Linked DNA regions of Mus musculus: all the other regions are linked to region 3. A link is a contact called in public Hi-C and HiChIP or PLAC-seq data. All regions are on one chromosome and are shown on one strand. Each heading gives the region's core, a stretch centred on a gene start, on an enhancer-like site or on the middle of the called end of the contact. The rest is flanking DNA. Distances are from core to core; before and after follow the strand shown. Region 1 overlaps Myo16 (myosin XVI). Region 2 has its middle 27 kb from the start of Gm39129. Region 3 overlaps 9530052E02Rik (RIKEN cDNA 9530052E02 gene). Region 4 overlaps Myo16 (myosin XVI).

Region 1 (2,700 bases), core at 150-2,649, 440 kb after region 3:
CAAACACTAACTTTGGGGTTAGGCCCATCTACTAGGTTCCCTGTAAAAGTCCTGGCATAGTCTTGCATCACGCTTTTTAATAGGAGAAAATTGGAAGGTGAAAGGTTAAGGACCTTTGTCCTATGTTTGGATATTATTGCATCGGGTTTGGAGTTTGAACCCGGGCAGTATGACACTATGCTAAAGGGTGTGGTGTTCCAGAATATCTGATGTCATCTTCTGGCCTCCCTGGGTACTTTCACACATGTGGTATCCCCATCCCCCAACCCCACTTACAAGATAAAACAAAATAAAATCGAATAAAATCTTGTTCTTCTCTCGAGGTTCTGTGGTAATAAGCAAGCCACAGGCTACATGTGTGGAAATGGCTCTGTAACACTGAGGACTGGATTTTTCTGGCTCTCTACCTAGCAATTAGTGGTTCATTTGCAAGTAGTAGTGTTTCTTCAATGGGCACATGCTTATTGAGACTCTAACACACAGGTCCTGGAACTGCATTGATATGAGAAAATACCATGGGCCAGGAAGTCATGGTGCTTGTAAAAATTCATCAGCTTCCACCAGTCAATCTGCCTTGAGAGATTTGAGTCACCTTGATTGAATCTACCTACGACCATTTCCTAAGTTGTAACTTTTATGTTTTGATGATTTTTTAAAAACAAAACAGATGAAATATTTGGTTAAAGAGTTACCTTGCTTCCTCCTTCTCTAATGTATTTGTTGTTTGATCTGCAGGACTGTGACTACTCAAAGTCAAGCACATGGGGCGCTCCCTGGAAGCCCAAGTCCTCCCCAAGACAGCTCTGCTTCTGGTGAGGGACTCAGCCTTCTCTCTCCTGGGATCTCCTTACTGGGATGTTTTAGAAGACCCTTAGCAGATCCAAAATAATCCCCGTTTGTTGTATTAACTCTCAAAATTGGGAGAAGGGAGAGTAACTCCTCACATGACAATAGATAATGAGACATCTGCTCACTAGTTTGGAGAGTGCTAAATTTATTTTAAGCTTTATGGATTATGAATTAAGTGTACAGAGCATCTGTTCTCAGTGCTTGTATTGACACTGCTCATGTCTGGGTTATACAGGAAGAGTTTGCTGGGCTCTATAACAAACCAAGTTGGGCCGATGCCTGGATGCTTTCACAAGGGCTGGGAAACTAGCACACGTTTCTATGGTTAATCACCACCTCTTTCTCCAGAACCCCACCACCTTTCCCACTGAGCTGGGTGCATGCCCCCATCATTTCCTCCAATCCCATGTGGTTTTCTGTAGAGACTACCTGCCTATTGCCCACCTAAACAACTCTCTGGTCAAATTCAACATCACCCTGTATGGGCTTTGCTGTGATGTGTGTTCCATTTTCTGTTGGGCAGTCAAGTTCCCATTCAGATGGAATTTCTGCTTTTATTCACTTCCTCTAAGGCACGTGTCTCTCTGCGCTGACCTTTTAAGCTCTTATGAGTAAACTGTGACTGCCAATTCAGTTCTGTCTCTGATTTTTCCATCTGAGTTTTGTGCTCATAGGTCTTATAAGTCTTCATTGTGTGCTGTGTCTTTTGGTTTGTGATCATATTAACCGGCCTAGTCTTTTATTGTCCTTTGGAACAGATTTACATAGGTTTTCCCCAGGAGCCTAAGGATGTTATGGCCTCAGCCCAACTTGGAGATTCAGAGGAGCCTTAGCTAACCCATGGTCCTGGTTCTAGTACAACTGATTCTGTGATGGCTACATCTCAGTTCCACCCCCCTCAGTGGCCTTAGTGAATCCTGGACTTAGTCTGCTATCAGAGAATTAGGCTTTTCCAGTGTTCCCAAGGTCCCCAGGAGGAGAGCCTAAGATTTAGGCTGCCTTGCTGGGCTAGTGTGGCTGTCATGGTTGCTTTTGACATCAGCGTGAATGGATGTAGCATCACTTAGGATGGTGATTCTATTAAGGCTTAAGAGAGGAAGGATGACATACCCTGAATGTGGGTGACACTCTGTTCTGGAGCTAAATAAGAAGGAAAAATTATTAAGCCAGCCAAGGACCAGCAGACATCTCTCCCTCTCATCCTGGCTGCTGTAACAATGGAACCAGCCACCTCACCTCCCACTACCAATGGCTTCCATGGCATGGTGGGCTGTATCTTCTCCAACCGTAAGCTGCCATAAAGTCTTCTCTCCTTAGTCAGGCTTTCATGGAAGCAAAGGAAACAATAAAGAGAATTGTGGCCTCTGGTCCCTAACTCAGCCTTTGACTATTAGCTCTCTGGCCACCTTTTTCAGAGTAAGCAGAGATGCCTCATAGGGCTCTTCTGGGCACCCTCAGGAAAGAAGAGCTGGATTTTCCCATCAGTCACTACTAAATCCATATCAGGGAAAACATCTGTTTGCATAGACCCGGATGTAGCAGCCCAGCTGGTTTCTAAGTGATAGTCACCTGATAACCTAAAGCCAGTCTGCCCTCTGAAGGCCCTCAGTATGACGTCCTCTCACATTCTTAGCTGTGTGAAAACATTTAATTCTACAACGTTGGTTGGACATTCATGTTCTCCCCAGCACAAGAAGCACCTTCTGCTGCTTCCTGCAGAGCGGCATCCCACCAAACCTCCGAAAGGTCATCATACTGAGAGTGAGTTACTCTCTTCTGCCTGAGCGGTAGGATGCTGACAGTGATGCCCAAGGCAGAGCTTTGCAGCTTACATTCTATCTCCAGCTATTA
Region 2 (2,700 bases), core at 137-2,636, 330 kb after region 3:
CTCCCTCCCTCCCTTTCTTCCTTCCTTCCTTTTCCTCCCTTCCTTCCTTCCTTCCTTCCTTCCTTCCTTCCTTCCTTCCTTCCTCCCTCCCTCCCTCCCTCCCTCCCTCACTCTCTCTTTCTTTCTTCCCCTTCCTTCCTTCCTTCCTTCCTTCCTTCCTTCCTTTCTTTCTTTCTTTCTTTCTTTCTTTCTTTCTTTCTTTCTTTCTTTCTTTCTTTCTTTCTTTTTCTCTCTCTCGCTCTGCCCTGCTCACTCTGGCCCCACTCACTCTGGCCCCTGCTTGCTCCCGCCCCCAGAAGAATTTTCTAGTCAAGTAAACAAGGTGGTTATGTCAGCTGCCACCTGCCTGCAATAGCAATTAAAAGTCATAGAGACCTTGGCAAAGCTGGACATTTCTCCATTTGCACTCGTCATTTAAAACCTCTGTCATGTGAATTTGGCCAGTTTATAAGGAAATGAACATTTTTAGTTTAGAAGTTGCTTTAAAGCATAAGAAACCTTCTGAGACACAAAACGGTGATACCAGCTGCTGGCAAGCTGACTACCTCAGCCCTTCTGACCTACAAAAGGGAGGGTATTAACCACAGTAGCGGGGGAGTAAAAAAAAAACTTAATCACTATTAATGAGATTCATTATAATATAGAGTCTCCCCACAATGAATTTTAAATGTCCCTTGTCCATTTCTCTATCAACATGACACAAAAGGAAACATCTGCTCCGTGGTGGCCATGGGGCTGCATTCTGATTAGCTGATATGGGTAATCTATCCATTATCGCGCCTGTCATGTTGATGGGCAAAGGATCAATTTTAGTCTGCTATCAATCTTCTACCCAAAGCTCAAAGCTGGGGTGTCTGTGTGGTGTGCTTTTAAAATCACATATTAAAATTAATACCCAGAAATTCAACCTTGCCCACTTGGTTCTTTGCCTTTCTACTTTTTCTTATTTATACGGATAGAAATCAACCTTGTTGTTTACTATTTGATGGGATGAAATCCTAGGCTAGTGCATTTTAAGGAAGAAATTGAGTTATTTGTGAACAACATAAGGTTTAATAAGTCCTTCCTGGAAGTTTCTGCCTTGAGCAGCACTCTATGCTAGAAACGGAAGGCGAGTGGCTGGCCTATGGAGTTTCAGTGTTCTGGTAGACACGTTTAAAACAAGAGAAAAAGAACATATAAAATCAATACTAATAGTATTTTCTACTAAAGCCAATACTTTAAAACATCATTAAGTCAGATAACCAGCATAAATATTGTAAACGGCCTGGTTTCCCTCCCTTTGTGTGTCTCTCTCATTCTACTGTCTCCCCTCTTCTACTCACAGCCCAAGAACCAGACAGACAGACGCAGCCCTGGCTTCCACACCAGAGGCGCTAGGCTGCAGGAAACACTCTTCTGCTACTCTCACTTGAGGAACTACAAAGCAACGATCCAAGGTAAAACAAAACGAACCCCAGCTGCAGAGCTCTTCTCCGTAAACGCCTTAGCTTCTGCACACCACAGCTTCAGCTCTGTCAGGCACTGTCTTACCAGCTGGGAGCCTCAATTTATTCTAAAGGTTGAGTGATTTGTCATTAAAACTATGATTTTTTTTTTTAAGGATTGACTTAGGTCAGCCCACCGAGGATGCACTTTGCTGGTTCAAATGACTTGAGCTCTTTAGAAATGTGTGCCCAAAAGCTTCTGTTGATAGAAATCAATCAATATCTGCTCCATGTAGAGGGAATTCACAGTCTTCGTTTCTCTTTTGCTTGTAGAAACTGAAGAACGGGGAAGGAAATGAAGCTTTCTCCACACTCCCTTTAGTTAGGCAATCATCTGGAAATATATTCGTTTTTTAATTCAATGATGTCACTAGATCAGGAAAAGCACATTCTATGAGCTCATGTTCCCACTTTAGTCTAGGGTAGGTTTTAGCATTCCTAAGCAGACTGCAAAGGCCACTGTACTCAAGATTACCTGACGGTTATACCACATCATTTCTTGTCAGTGACTGCCAACTATTTACAGAACCAAAGGGATACGAGTCTTCAATCAGTTTCTATAGAGTTTGGCGTTGCACATATTGTGTGATATCCCAAGCTCAATGTGGGTCAAGAGGGGTCAAATCTAAATAGGTGACCACCAACCTCTGGGTGTAAGGGGTATGGAGAACTTTACTTATCAGAGAATGGCTGTGCCCTGTCAGTACTAGACAATCCTGGGACGAAACTGGCTTTGCCTACTGAGCCCTTGTGGGGAGAGGAGGACTGTTGGAAGAAATGTAAGTGAATTATGGGCAGTATTTGGTAATCTTAAGAGGGAGAGAGTGTCGTGAAAGAAATGAGACAAATGCAGCTGAAAGCAGACGAAGGTGAAGGACAATTGGCCATAGTTCTGATAAGAAGACAAACCCTGAAAATCAGTGGGGTTTGGTTTTGTAAGATGCAGGCTCCTAGACACTGAAGGACAGGTCATCCAGAGACTGCCCCACCTGGGGATCCATCCCATATACAGTCACCAAACCCAGACACTATTGTGGATGCCAAGAAGTGCTTGCTGACAGGAGTCTGATATAGCTGTCTCCCGAGAAGCTCTGCCAGAGCCTGACAAACACAGAGGTGAATGTTGGCAGCCAACCATTGGACTGAGTTTGGGGACCACAGTGAAGGAGTTGGAGAAAGGAATGAAGGAGCTGAAGGGATTTGCAACTCCACA
Region 3 (2,700 bases), core at 89-2,588:
GCCCAGATGCGGCTAAAGCAGCCTCATGCTTATCTGCAGGCAGTCCATAGGGGCAAATAAATGCAGGAGGCAGCTGGCTCTCATTGTAGGGGAGAGGACACAGTGAATCTCATGGCCACCCTTCACCCGATCGCAGTCTTCACTCCTCCTTCCTCAAGTTCATCATCTTTCTGGGCTAAATGGTTAGTCTTCAGTAGACATCAGGCAGCTAAATCACCTCATTTATAAATTTCAGTGCTCCATAATGCCAAAAACTACTCTCTATTATTTGGAGGAGAAAAGGATAAATAAAACTTAAAAAAAAATGTTCTGCTAGCCTCAAAGTAGCTCAGACTGCAAGACACAGCATACATAGTATAGCATATATTTGTCACTGAATTTGAAAGAATTTTGGGTGGGAAGAATTTTGGTTAAGGTCTGGTGAGATGGCACAGTGGACAAAGATGTTTACCCACAAGCCCAGTGACCCAAGCTCATGAGTCCTAAAATCCACAGGACAAGGAGAGAACAACTTCCCAAAAGATGTCAGCTTTGCCCCACATGAATGCTGTGGTGGCTCATGAGTGTGTGTGCGCGTGTGTGCCTTTACCCTTGCATGTAATGTACACACACACAAATGAATGAATGAATAAATATTTTTAAAAAAGAAACATGGCCATAGGTCTGATGTCTTGCAAAGCTAATGAACAGGGGTAAGTCAGTCTAAAACACTGTTTCAAATATTGGTTAAATAGCCATTAAACCAGTCGGAGGGGCAAGTGGAGCCTTTAGTACTCTCTACTTCTTCTTCCCAAGAGCCAACCAAGGCAGAGGGTAATGTCTCTGCTATTTGCACAGTAACTAATTTCCAGCAAAAGATTTTGCTGTAATCAAGGCTTGTGCAAGAAAAATAACGTGGCCCTGTGGCTCATCCCCTTGGTGACTTCCCTCTCTGACTTCCTGGCGGCTAATATTTTCCTGCTGACTTAGTGCCGTGTGGAGGGCGCTCTTTAGAATCCAAAATATTACAGAGTTTTAAAATGAAATACTGTCACCTGATCTTGGCACCATGCCAAGTTCTTAATATTAGTATAACATCAGAGATGTCATTTTTTTTAACATGACATAGACCCAGGATTCTATTAAAAACCTGGTTCTGAAGGCATCTGGAGTAAACGTGGTAGGCTTTGTCCATAGGAGGGGACATACCCTGATGATGACAGGGAACAGTAGAGGTTTACATTAAAGCCCAAGGAATCCAGGTAAAAATATTCCTAAGGTGGCGGGACTCCAGAGCAGTTTCTGTGACACAGAGGAATAGGGGAACCAAGCTGCAGAAAGTGGCACAGTGCCATACGCACCCATGTTAAATAGGCAGAAGAGTCTCTCAAAGGGCTGACTGAATCACGCTCTGCCCTGGTGGTGAGATGCTTCCTTCAGAGAATGTGATGGCAACTTCTGATCTGATCATTTTACAGAACAATGCCAGCGTCCCCCTAACCTACCCCACAGTGGCTCTTCCTCCTCCTGATGAACATCTTGGACCCTTAACCTCATGGGCATTCACTTAAATGGTTCCCTTTCTGTCTCAACTGATCCGAGCCCAAATAGCCTGTCATTATCAGTGGGTAAACTGTGTGTGAGAGAGCATGTCTCTTCTACCCCAGGGGTGCAGAGGTAGTGAAGTCTAGGATTGGAGTTCACACACCTGACTGGCTGAATTCCTGCTCCATTAGAAATCAAGAAAGTCTTATGGAGAGATAGTGACTGTAGAGATTCTGGCATCTCTGATGGGAATATCTCCAAAATTCCAGAAAATCTAGGACCATCGAGATGGCTCAGTGGGTAAAGGTACTTGCCACCATGCCTGAAGAGTTGAATGTTCAAGCCCACATAGTGTAAGGAGAGAAATGACTTCTTCAAGTTGCCCTTTAGTATCCACACACACAATAAATACAGATAAATGGGTGGGTGGACAGACAGACAGATGGACGGACAGATGGATAGATAGATAGATGGATGGATGGATGGATGGATGGATGGATAGATAGATAGATAGATAGATAGATAGATAGATAGATAGATAGATGTAAAAGACCAGCTTTGAGCTCTAATGGACAGCACACAAACACATCCACTGTTCACAGGCTACATCTCAGGGCCTGATCCTGTTTAGGTCCTCGCTCCTTGTAAATTAAGCAACATATATGACAAGGGGGTTACTCTAAATAGAGCAACGATTGACTGGAGAACTAGAGGATCATTCAAGATTATGACATTATCATGTCAACAGGAAATGACCAATTAACATATAGAGGATTGTTTAGGAAGTTGAATGTCTGGTGTTGCAGCTGAAAACTTGCCAGGCAATAGGGATTTCCCCTTTATTCATCATGGTAACATGTTTGTGTGTGTGTGTGTGCGCGTGCGCGCACACACACACACACACACACACACACACACACACACACACACACAAAGTAGCACACTCCTGCAATTCCAGCACTAGGATGACTGAGACGGGCATTGCCAAGGTCAGCAGGAGCCAGACCCTGTCTCAAAACAACAGGGACAAGAAGCAGTGTATAGGTGTATTGAGCCACATGTTAGTGATAAAAACTAGAATCTGCCTCCGTTTTCTCAGATTAGCACATGAACTATCACCCCTTGGGGCTCCTAACAATTAGTACCTCAGCTACTGCCCCTCCTGTCTCATACAGC
Region 4 (2,700 bases), core at 162-2,661, 400 kb after region 3:
ATGGAAGGTCTCCCTAGAGTGGCCTTGTAACATAATCTCACCCCATAAGCTCTATTTAAATAAACGTAAGGAGTTGACAATGTTGGGACATCAAATCGGATTGCCACGCTGGAATGGGGAGAAAGGAAAGGTGATATTTTGAAAGGTTCCATTAAAACTCCGAACTGTAATTTCAATATTAATATAAGAATGAGCACAATGACCTTATGAGTGTCTGTCAGTGCCACGAATTTAGACCCTGTGTGTTTTCCAAGTTGACACACTGCAGCTGAGACCTCAGTGTGACAGCATGCACAAGGAAGTGGACCTTTGGGGGATGACAACAAGGTCATGAGACCAGAGACAGGATCTTGAGAAAGACACCCCAGAGGCCTTGTTGCCTCTTTCCTTTTATCCCACCACATGAGCTTATAATGAGAAGATGGCTATCTGCAAACCATCCGTTGTCCCTCACTAGACATTAGCTCTCAAAAGATCCCAGTCCCCAAAGAATTCCGAGAATGGGCTTTCTCTAGTCCAGTCTCTTTGGGTAATTCTCTGGACAGCACAAACAGTTCACTTTAGTAATAGATACCACGTGAGTGCAGTCCGAGCATTGCACACAGGAGCAATGTTGGCACTTCACAGTCTACTCTGTGTGGGGAACCATTCAAGGTTCCAGTTCAGCCCAGATTATTAACATTGGCAATATGTGAGTACTGGCGGAGGCCAAAGAAGTTTTGTGCCAGTAAGGAGCTAACTCTGTCACAGTCTGTGGGCTGGATTCAGAGAGATGGGAATGAAGAGATGACAGCGAGTCTGGATAGACCTGGTTAGGAGCAAGCCGAGCACCTCCTTGATTTTGGGAGGGCAATGTAGTTAGCCATGGTGTTTCATTCTTCCTGTTGTGATGTCCTGGAGGGGCTGTGGTCCCCAGGAGAGCTAATTCTTAGATATAACAAGTCACTTCTCCTTGGGCATTCCCTTCAATTTGAAGCCACCAACCTAGAGCTCTCATAGCAACCACCTTCTTTACTGCAGAGTCAGCTGTATCCAGAGCCTCCGACAAGGCTGGGGTGGTCAGTTCTAGGCTGCTTGTTGTGCCTTGATTGCTATAGCTACTCCTAGATTTTTTCTTCTTCTTTTTTTAATACAGTGCACTCTCTTTGTGCTAGCAGGCATCTCTTGAAGCTTACAAATAGCTATAAAGGAATATAAAGGAGAGCTGGGTGAAGGCTCTTGTTGCTTCCACATTGCTGATCAGGAGACAAGAATTCCCAGCAGACAGCACTGACCACAAATGACTGAGACAGAATACAGTTGCACCCTTTTATTGGCACAGAAGCCCGGCAATGGCGGAAATGAATGAACAAGTCCAAGGGGCGGGGCGGGGGAGGTGGCAGATGGCTGGTGGAGCCACTGCTCAGAACTCACGGACAGTGGGCAGAAAGACATGGAGAAGCAAGGCTATCACACGCACGTGACAGCCAGTCGGGCACATAGCAAGAGAGTCATGCAGCGTCCCTAGGGGAGGGCAACACACCGCTCTGTCCCGTGAGATTCAGCCTGCTTATCGGTACTGTTGAAAGTCCTGTATCACCAGCCAGGAACTTGAAGCCATACGTTTTGAACCATAAACATCCTGCCGTCTACGCCAAGCTGAGGGGTTGGGTGGGGATGAAGCTTAACCAATGAATGCCAAAGCCATGTGTACCCAAGGGAGATGCATGGTGCAGGGGAGAGTGGAGGGACAGGGCACATAAACTCTACCTCTCGACCAGCGTTGCTGTAGGCAACTGTTAAAGCCAGAGCAACGCATAGTCCCCAGGACTTGAGGGGCTTTGGGTTAAAAATAAGTACGTAGAATTAAAAAAGAAATCCTAGAAATGGTCTTTTAAAATCTGTATTTTGAAGAAAGGGAACACACCAGGTGTATAACATTATAAAATATGGTCATAAACATGTAAAACGGTCATCAGGTTTGTAATTCTAATGACAGACAACTACAAAGAAATGAAACATATGTCCTATGTGCTGCACCATATGACAGCCACTGGTAGGGTAGTGGCCACTGTGGGGTGTATTAGAAACAGCTGCCTGGAGGACCTCCCCCCCCGCCCCCCCCCCCCCCCACTGCTCTGACCTCTGAACTCAGCCACATGCCTCCATGCCTCTGGCTATCTGGGAGCAGTGTGGTCCTAAAATTCAGTGTGCTATCAAGAAATGGAGAAGGAACTGGTGAGCACACACAGACCGGCACACACAGGAGGTCTCGGGTAGTCATCGTTAGTGTCCTGTGCTTTTGTGGAGAAGCCTGGTGAGACCTCAGGCATTGGAAGGCAGCCTCCTGCAGAAGCAGCCTGCAGTCACTAGACAGCTCAGACAGGTGCCCACAGTCCACGCTGGATCACATACTGCTGTCCCAGAGTTGGGAAGGCAGCCTGGTGCAGGAGCCCCCCTCAGGCTTCTTTAGGAGTGTCGGCTTCTTGCAGGGTGGCGGCGGAGGTGCACGGGGCTCCGGGTGCTGCAGGGCTTCCTGCCAGCCTTCTCTGGCCTCACAGAGCTTCCTCCTCCAGTCCAGCAGCTCCTGCAGAGCTACGCTTTCATTCTCAGAGAGCCTCAGCTGATGGATAACCTGCAGTGGAACAGAAGAATCAAGGTACCTACAGTGACTAAGTTGAGCAGGGGAATATGGCAGCAATGGCAGGGGGAAGGGCAGGG

What was found. A called contact is a pair of places that touch in the nucleus more often than the background predicts. HiChIP or PLAC-seq counts read pairs in DNA pulled down with a chosen protein or histone mark.
Region 1: a contact with region 3 is called in a Hi-C map of bone marrow-derived macrophages, with 17 read pairs. The contact joins two enhancer-like sites. A contact is called at or near these places in 1 of 484 Hi-C or Micro-C datasets (bone marrow-derived macrophages) and 3 of 115 datasets of contacts at active chromatin or transcription factors (embryonic basal ganglia, embryonic stem cells and large pre-B cells).
Region 2: a contact with region 3 is called in a Hi-C map of bone marrow-derived macrophages, with 24 read pairs. The contact joins two enhancer-like sites. A contact is called at or near these places in 1 of 484 Hi-C or Micro-C datasets (bone marrow-derived macrophages), 1 of 115 datasets of contacts at active chromatin or transcription factors (embryonic basal ganglia) and 1 of 9 other capture datasets (embryonic stem cells).
Region 4: an H3K4me3 HiChIP or PLAC-seq map of bone marrow-derived macrophages shows a contact between it and region 3, with 5 times the contacts expected there. The contact joins two enhancer-like sites. A contact is called at or near these places in 2 of 484 Hi-C or Micro-C datasets (bone marrow-derived macrophages and nephron progenitors) and 3 of 115 datasets of contacts at active chromatin or transcription factors (bone marrow-derived macrophages, embryonic stem cells and extraembryonic endoderm stem cells).

The regions. Positions count from the first base shown.
Region 1 is chr8:10,595,245-10,597,944 of GRCm38.p6, reverse strand. All of the region lies in intron 33 of Myo16 (myosin XVI), which reads right to left. Among named protein-coding and RNA genes, the nearest start is that of Gm32330, 77 kb to the left of the region's middle. Within about 2 kb of position 1,399, at least 4 of the 459 cell types and tissues checked have an H3K27ac peak or open chromatin away from gene starts, as enhancers often do. A contact at or near this core is called in bone marrow-derived macrophages, where this site is marked.
Region 2 is chr8:10,710,382-10,713,081 of GRCm38.p6, reverse strand. No RefSeq gene overlaps it. Among named protein-coding and RNA genes, the nearest start is that of Gm39129, 27 kb to the left of the region's middle. Within about 2 kb of position 1,386, at least 8 of the 459 cell types and tissues checked have an H3K27ac peak or open chromatin away from gene starts, as enhancers often do. A contact at or near this core is called in bone marrow-derived macrophages, where this site is marked.
Region 3 is chr8:11,037,214-11,039,913 of GRCm38.p6, reverse strand. The region is part of intron 1 of 9530052E02Rik (RIKEN cDNA 9530052E02 gene); the gene reads right to left. Among named protein-coding and RNA genes, the nearest start is that of Irs2, 30 kb to the right of the region's middle. Within about 2 kb of position 1,338, at least 18 of the 459 cell types and tissues checked have an H3K27ac peak or open chromatin away from gene starts, as enhancers often do. A contact at or near this core is called in bone marrow-derived macrophages, where this site is marked.
Region 4 is chr8:10,633,337-10,636,036 of GRCm38.p6, reverse strand. It overlaps Myo16 (myosin XVI), which reads right to left. Exons shown (of 35, transcript NM_001319151.1): 35 at 1,295-2,614. The coding sequence ends at 2,387. Among named protein-coding and RNA genes, the nearest start is that of Gm32330, 39 kb to the left of the region's middle. Within about 2 kb of position 1,411, at least 26 of the 459 cell types and tissues checked have an H3K27ac peak or open chromatin away from gene starts, as enhancers often do. A contact at or near this core is called in bone marrow-derived macrophages, where this site is marked.